2 separate regions of the Mus musculus genome follow, and region 1 is linked to region 2. The links are chromatin contacts, called in public HiChIP or PLAC-seq maps. All regions are on one chromosome and are shown on one strand. The core of a region is the stretch at or near the end of the contact, and the rest is flanking DNA. Distances in the headings are between cores, read along the strand shown. Region 1 overlaps Uxs1 (UDP-glucuronate decarboxylase 1). Region 2 overlaps LOC115487086 (a long non-coding RNA gene).

What was found. HiChIP or PLAC-seq counts read pairs in DNA pulled down with a chosen protein or histone mark.
Region 1: an HNF4G HiChIP or PLAC-seq map of pancreatic cancer cells shows a contact between it and region 2. The contact joins two enhancer-like sites. A contact is called at or near these places in 1 of 15 datasets of contacts at CTCF or cohesin (large pre-B cells), 2 of 484 Hi-C or Micro-C datasets (bone marrow-derived macrophages and urothelial organoids) and 1 of 115 datasets of contacts at active chromatin or transcription factors (pancreatic cancer cells).

Annotation. Positions count from the first base shown.
Region 1 is chr1:43,767,257-43,770,671 of GRCm38.p6, forward strand. All of the region lies in intron 9 of Uxs1 (UDP-glucuronate decarboxylase 1), which reads right to left. Among named protein-coding and RNA genes, the nearest start is that of Ecrg4, 38 kb to the left of the region's middle. Within about 2 kb of position 1,600, at least 67 of the 459 cell types and tissues checked have an H3K27ac peak or open chromatin away from gene starts, as enhancers often do. A contact at or near this core is called in pancreatic cancer cells, where this site is marked.
Region 2 is chr1:43,304,143-43,307,576 of GRCm38.p6, forward strand. All of the region lies in intron 1 of LOC115487086 (a long non-coding RNA gene), which reads right to left. Among named protein-coding and RNA genes, the nearest start is that of Gm29040, 45 kb to the left of the region's middle. Within about 2 kb of position 1,744, at least 47 of the 459 cell types and tissues checked have an H3K27ac peak or open chromatin away from gene starts, as enhancers often do. A contact at or near this core is called in pancreatic cancer cells, where this site is marked.

The DNA of each region.
Region 1 (3,415 bases), core at 350-2,849, 460 kb after region 2:
GGATATGTGTGTGTACGTGTGTGGATATGTGTGTGTACATGTGTGGATATGTGTTTCTTGTGCTTTCACTTTGTTATTTTTCGTTTTTAAAAACCTGGCTGTTTTGTTTTGTTATGTTTTCTAATGAGAAAAAGAAGGCATCGAGCTGAATAAATAGGGAAGAGCTGGGAAGATTTGGAGGAGGAGAAACTATGATCAGAATATATTGTTTAAAAAATTATTTTCAATCTAAACAACAGTGATCATGTACAATGTTTCTCAGTATCTGTTCCCCACCAGAACGACAGGACGATATGGTGGAATCCCACAGCACTCTGGGGAAGATTAATCACAGGCTTGAGGGAGAACAATGGTTGGGACTAGTGTACCACCCACAAGGGTAAGGTGCCATCGGATATCCCATTGCTTCTTTTATAATGGTCAAGTCCTGAGGTAGAGAGTAAAATGGGCTCTCCATTAAGACTGCTCTTAAACATAAGCTATGCCTTGAACAGTGTCCTATTAAGTCATAGATGCTGTGCTTTGATCACTGCTCAATGACAGGAAGTCCTCAAAGGACAGAGGAACGGGTCTACGCAGAAAAGTGTCACTCTCCATTACACAAAGATCGCCTGTCCTGCAGGAGAAGCCTGAGTTATACTGACCTGAAAACTATATACAGTGCTCCCATAAATGGTAGCCCTACTCTGCCATATGTCCAAGTCTTCTTGTACCCTGAAAATGTGTGAATCAATGGGGAAAGGAGGTTGAGTCATCTCATTCTCTGATGCTTCTCACACACCGAGGTCTTGCACTGAGGAGTGCAATTCACTAGGCTGAGGGATGCTCACGTTCATTCTGGAGGGTGGCAGAAAAGCCACATAAGGCTGGGTGAGGCAGCTGTGCTGCAGCTCCCTGACAATCCTCTTCAGCACATCTGCTTTAGTGAAGTGGATCCACTAGCCATGGTTTCAGTTACCCACAGTCAGCCAGAAGTGAGTGTAGCATTGGGAGATAGGAGGCAGCCTGTGCCTATGAGTTTTACCACAGCATATTGCTACAATTGGTCTGTTTGTAACTGCAAATAATCTTTTACTATGCCTAACTTATAAATTAAATTTTAACATAGTTATACATGTTCAGAAAAAGCATAACATATATAGATTCCTGCACTTTTCAGTCAGACATCCCCTGGGGTGTAGAAGTGTATCTCCCTCAAAAATAACAGGGACTACTGCATTAATAAGTAAACTTCTTACGGTTGCTATGTGTCTGGATATGCTGACAGCACTGCAAAGCTAGTAGGGAGGGAATACCACACTGCAGATGCCTATGTGGGGTAGCAGGATGTGGGCAGCAGACACCCTGGGAACAAGGCCAGGGCCAGCAAACACATCAAGCCCTCTAGTGTCATATACATAGCAACTCTTCTTTTTTAAAGTATGCTAATGCCAAAAAGTAAATATGCCCTCAAGGCTACTGCCCCAGGTAACTTCTAAGTTCTCTTTCTGCTCTGTTGGTCTGCGGTTTTATGAATGGTAGCCTGTTATGCAGACTCAGTTCAGAAAGTGGGTGGGCCATGACTTCAGAGGTATACTCACAGAAGGCTAGGAGTACAAACGTGCCCTAAGCCCTGACTAACAGCCCCAGGGCAAACCCCCACATTACAAAGACTCCGTGCCCACAGGCACACAGAAGCACCAACCTACTTCCTCTCTGACAGATCCAAACTATTCATGAAGGGTGCTCTGTTTTGCCCTTCGATCCCCATTAAAAGATGTGCAATGAAATAAAACTTTATGTTGAATATATCTGGGTATTTCACTAATTATGAGAATCTTGAAAGAGAATTGTTAAAAGGCAACATTTTATTTAATAAAAAGGCAATGCAGACTTCTATTTATCTTGTTTACATTTTCATTCCTTACATTAGATTTATTTATTTACACTCCATGTACAGCCCTGAAAAAAGATAATCATTAACAAAAAGGATGCATTCTTGTATGTAAAAATCTGTAGTGACTAAAATAACCAAATCAATACTCTGCTAATATAAACATGACTCAGGATTTTCTAAAAGCATAAATCCTAACAACTAAAATACTTTTCTCTAAAACTACCTGAAAAGGCTTTATATTTAGAACTCAAAATTGATGCTACCATGTAGCAACTTGGTACTAAGCTCTGGCTAAGGAACAACTGATACCTAGAGTAAACAATGCATGGGCTGCTGCTCTGGGCATTGTCAAAAACTGTGCTTACTGCTAGACTTGATGCCCTCGGCTTCAGAGCTATGCCACCTCACTGGATACTTCCTTATTGCAGTGATTTGATTATGGCTTGGTTCAGGGAGTGGCACAATAGGAGGTGTGGCCTTGTTGGAAGAACTGTGTCACTGTGGGGGTGAGCAATGAGACCCTCCTCCTAAACACATGGGAGCCAGTCTTCTCCTAGTAGCCTTCAGATGAAGATGTAGAACTCTCAGCTTCTCCTGCACCATGCTTGCCTGGACACTGCCATGCTCCTGCCTGGGTGATAATGGACTGAACCTCTGAACCTGTAAGCCAGCTCTAGTTAAATGTTGTCCTAGTAAGAGTGCCTCAGTTATGGTGTCTCTTCACAGCAGCAAAACCCTAACTACGACACTTATCCACAGCAGCCTGTCAAGACAGCAGGGCAGAGCATGTTGTATATAGGTATCTCAAGCTCCACTTAGGAGCCAGGAACCTGGGAGCAAGTTTGGAGCCCACTCTCCTTACCTCAAGCATGCTAGGTGGAAGGAGGGAAGACTAAGGAAACCCAGCCTCAGCAAAGCTGAGGCATGCTGCTGTCACTCTAGCCCCAGCTCCCGAGCCTTTGGGTACTTACCCTAAGCATGCAAGGTAACCCCATGTACTATGTCACCTCTAGCCAGCAGCATATCCTGACAGGCAGGACACCATGGTGCCCAGCAGGGCAGGGGGCTTGGTAATCAGGCTATGGGTTCCCTTCTCTACAGGGGTTACCTTACACGCTCAGAGTAAGTGCCCAATGGATTAGGAGGTAGAGCTAGAGTGACAGCAACATACCCCTGTGTGGGGGCCCACTATTTACAACCCGGAGAATAGGGACAGAAAGCTGGAAGCTCACACCATGACTTATGCTACATCTGTAAGAATTCATGTCTACCTCTGGCAGAGAAACAGAGCAGAGAGGTCTAGAGCCTGATACCCACATAAGTTATTTTGCATTAAAAAGCTAAGGAAGCTAAGTGCTCCAGGCCCATCATAAAAAGGGAACTGTAGCTTCATGTCGTACTATCATCCACATAAAAGAATGACTGATGGTCAGAAACAAATAGTCAGGGGCCAAGAGAACTCCCATATTGCCCACAGGCTAGATGTGGGCCTGGCAACATTGCTCCCAGGGTGGGCAGCACATCTATACATAGTTGTCC
Region 2 (3,434 bases), core at 494-2,993:
CCAGCCTGGTCTACAAAGTGAGTTCCAGGACAGCCAAGGCTACACAGAGAAACCCTGTCTCGGGGGGGGGGGGGAGTAGAAAAGGGAAACTGGGAGTGAGTCAGAGTGAGACAATGTCAGGATACTACCCAACATTGCTGGTTTTGAAGAGGAGGAAGATCCATAAGCCAAGGACCATGGGCAGTCCCCAGGAAAAATAGACAACAGATTCTTCTCTCTCCTCTGAAAGGGACACACTTTTACCTGGACCTTGGCTTTAGCCCCATGATACCTCTGTGGAACTTCTAACCCACAGACACACAGGCACATTTGTGTTATCTTAAGCCACTGTGTTTATTACTTTTCTCAAGGTTGTGACAAAATTCCAGGCAGCAGTGGCTTCAGCAGGCTAAGTTTGTTATTCCAGCTCATGGTTTCAAGTGACATCAAGGCTCTAATGGTGGGAGAGCCTAGTGGCAAGAGCAGGGCCTGTCCATGGCAGTGGGGGCTTGTAGTACAGCTTGCTCCCTCCTTGGCAGATCAGAAGCAAGATCTGGGGCTAAAACTGGAATCAGATATCAACACAAAGCTCACTGTCAATGACTCAATTCTGCTGCCTAGGCTACAGAATGGAAGGCTCCACAGCCTCCCAAAACAGTGCCACCAGCTGGAGACCAAATATTCAAACACCCGAGCCTATGTGGGAGATCTCACATTGAAACCATAATTACTACTTGATGGTAATTTGTCACAGCAGCCCTGGAAACGCTAACAGAACCACAGGGCTCAGCCTAGTTCAGGGAACACCATTTCATTGACACATTACCCTTTTATTTCCCCTCAATACATAGATTAGTGTATTTCACACGGGCATCCTTTGCTGGCCCTAAGTCCAAGATCCTGTTTGTAACTGTTTCTGAATTTCAGAAAAAGAAAAAAGAACTCAGGAGGCCAACTTCTCTTCATCATCTTTGTTCTATCTCCAAGTGACTGAGCAGGACACCCACTCTGTATTAGGTCTGCTTTGTGTTTCTCTCTCTCTCACTCTCTCTCTCTCTCTCTCTCTCTCTCTCTCTCTCTCTCTCTCTCTCTCTCTCTCTCTCTGTGTGTGTGTCTGTGTGTGTGTGTGTGTAGAGACAAGAAGAGGTTAGCTCCCTGGATCTACAGTCATAGGTGGCTGTGTCACTTGAAGCTGGGAGCTTGGCCCAGATCGTCTACAAGAACAGCAAGTGCTCTTAACTGCTGAGCCATCTCTCTAGCCCTGTTTGCTTTGTTTTTCAATTAAAGGTTTTTGTTGATAGAAGGAGAAGGAGTACTTTCTTGCTTACAGCCTGTTTATCTAGCTTGGTGATGCCATGTTTACACAGCAGGAGCCCTGGAAATTAATCAATATTTCTGATGAAGCAACACTGAGCTCCACCTCAGCACACACAGTGGCTGGAAAATTTCGAGCTGCCTACACAGGCCCACCATTAAGCTGGTGCCAACTTGGGTGCAGACCAAGACACAAACATGGCAGTGAAGTCTCAGGATACTGTTAGTTTCCTGGTGTATGGAAAAGTTATATTTGCAAGGGGCTAGGGGCAGAATTCAGTTCTAGCAATGCCAGGAAATAGAAGTAATATTTCCATCACCTACAGCCTACTGAGTGTAGAGAAGACATGACAAGAGGCCATTATGGGACAGAGTAGCACGTGTAAAATAATGAGTCAGGTTTGCTCCTGCAGGGTTTCCTCAAACCCTCAACTGGTAAAAGATGCACTGTCTGCAACGTTCACTAAAGCCACTGCAATAAAGAGGTGTGTAAAGAAACAAGGTGCAGCGGTGTGTTACCCTACCACTGAATACTAGAAAGAGTTCCACCCCAAGATTGGGATCTCTCTTGCCTTTGAGTTCTCGGCAATGTGGGAACCTGGAGGGTTTTGCTCTCTCAGCAGTCACTGATTAACAGAAGAAAGGCAGTCATGTTCTCCTCGTTTTCTGCATTTCTGGACGTTTCAGGTCTCCTGGCGTCTTTCCAGTTGTCATTTTGTAATGCTGCTTCCTGAAGGAGGGCAAAGTGCTCCAGGTGTGGTCTCGTTTCCCTCTGAGCTCTGAGGTAATGCTTTCCCTCACAATGAGGCTTTGTTCTCACCTTTCTCTGACTCTCTCTGGCTCTGGCTCTCTCTGTTTCTTTCTCTCTTCTCTCTCTCTCTCTCTCTCTCTCTCTCTCTCTCTCTCTCTCTCTCTCTCTCTCTCTCACACACACACACACACACACACACACACACACACACACTTCATTCCAAGACCTGAGCAAAAGTAGGTTACTGATCCCTTCACGAAACACAGAATGGCCAATCATAGGCTCTCACATTTTTTTTCCTGTGGACTAAGTGTACTGCACCTGTTTCCGAGGAAGCCTCATATTACCCTGAAATTTTAGAGAGCCTCTCCTCATCCATCTCAAAGCACAGGTGGAAATCCAAGCTTATCTTACAACATCCCCATGGGAACAACACCCCTGCCTGCAGTGAATGTGACCTAGTTAGAACTCGAGGCAAGAAGCTTTGGGGAAAATTCCCCTCTAAGCCCCGGAAGGTCGACTTTCAAAACAGTATTCAGGGTGCCATCAGCCAAATAGTGTCCTGGAATGTGGCTGCCATAAAGAATGGCTAGAATACAGCTTATTCCCAGGAGAACGCAATTTCTAGAGGAATAAGGTATTTACTAGAAACAGTTAGGTGAGAGGTGATATTCTGACCGGTTCTGATATTGGAAGCCATGGAATCACTTGAAGGCTCCTGCTTAAGACCATGCAGAAATAGGCAATCGCGTAGCTTTGAGGTTAGGTAAAGGAGAGGCAGAATCAGTATGGCAGTTTTCAAACAAATGCTAAAGTCTGGGTTCTGCCTCAAGTGGGCTACCCTAAACAGCTAAGGTTGGGACACTCAAAGGAATTTCTAGCAGAAATCCAATTAGGAAACAAATTAGTATTGTCTTTCATCTAAGGCAGAGGACACTTTGATGGGGGTTAATCCCCTTTATACAATGCACATGTTTCTGTCTACTTAAAAAACGGTAATACCAGGCATTCCTTTGCCTAGTCAATGCACGCACATTTGGTTGAATGCACTCATCTCTCAGAAAGGTGCTTATCATGAGGCAAGAAATGCCAGTCACAGGACACAGCTATGGTTGTCAGTACTGGGAAGTGTCACTTAAGCTATGTTCAGCTCTCTGGTCAGACTACAGTGAGTTCTCACTTCTTAGATATCCAGGTAATTTGCATGATAGGAGAGAAGATAGTTTTGAACACTTTGACTTTTACAGTCTGATGAGGTCATGAAAATCCTAAGATCATCAGAAATTCTGGCTGAAGATAATGGATGAGGCCAGCTTAACAGTGAGCCATCCAGAACAGGAGGTAGGAGAAAATGCAGTCACTCAGATTTAAATTTATTTAAAATTGTGAC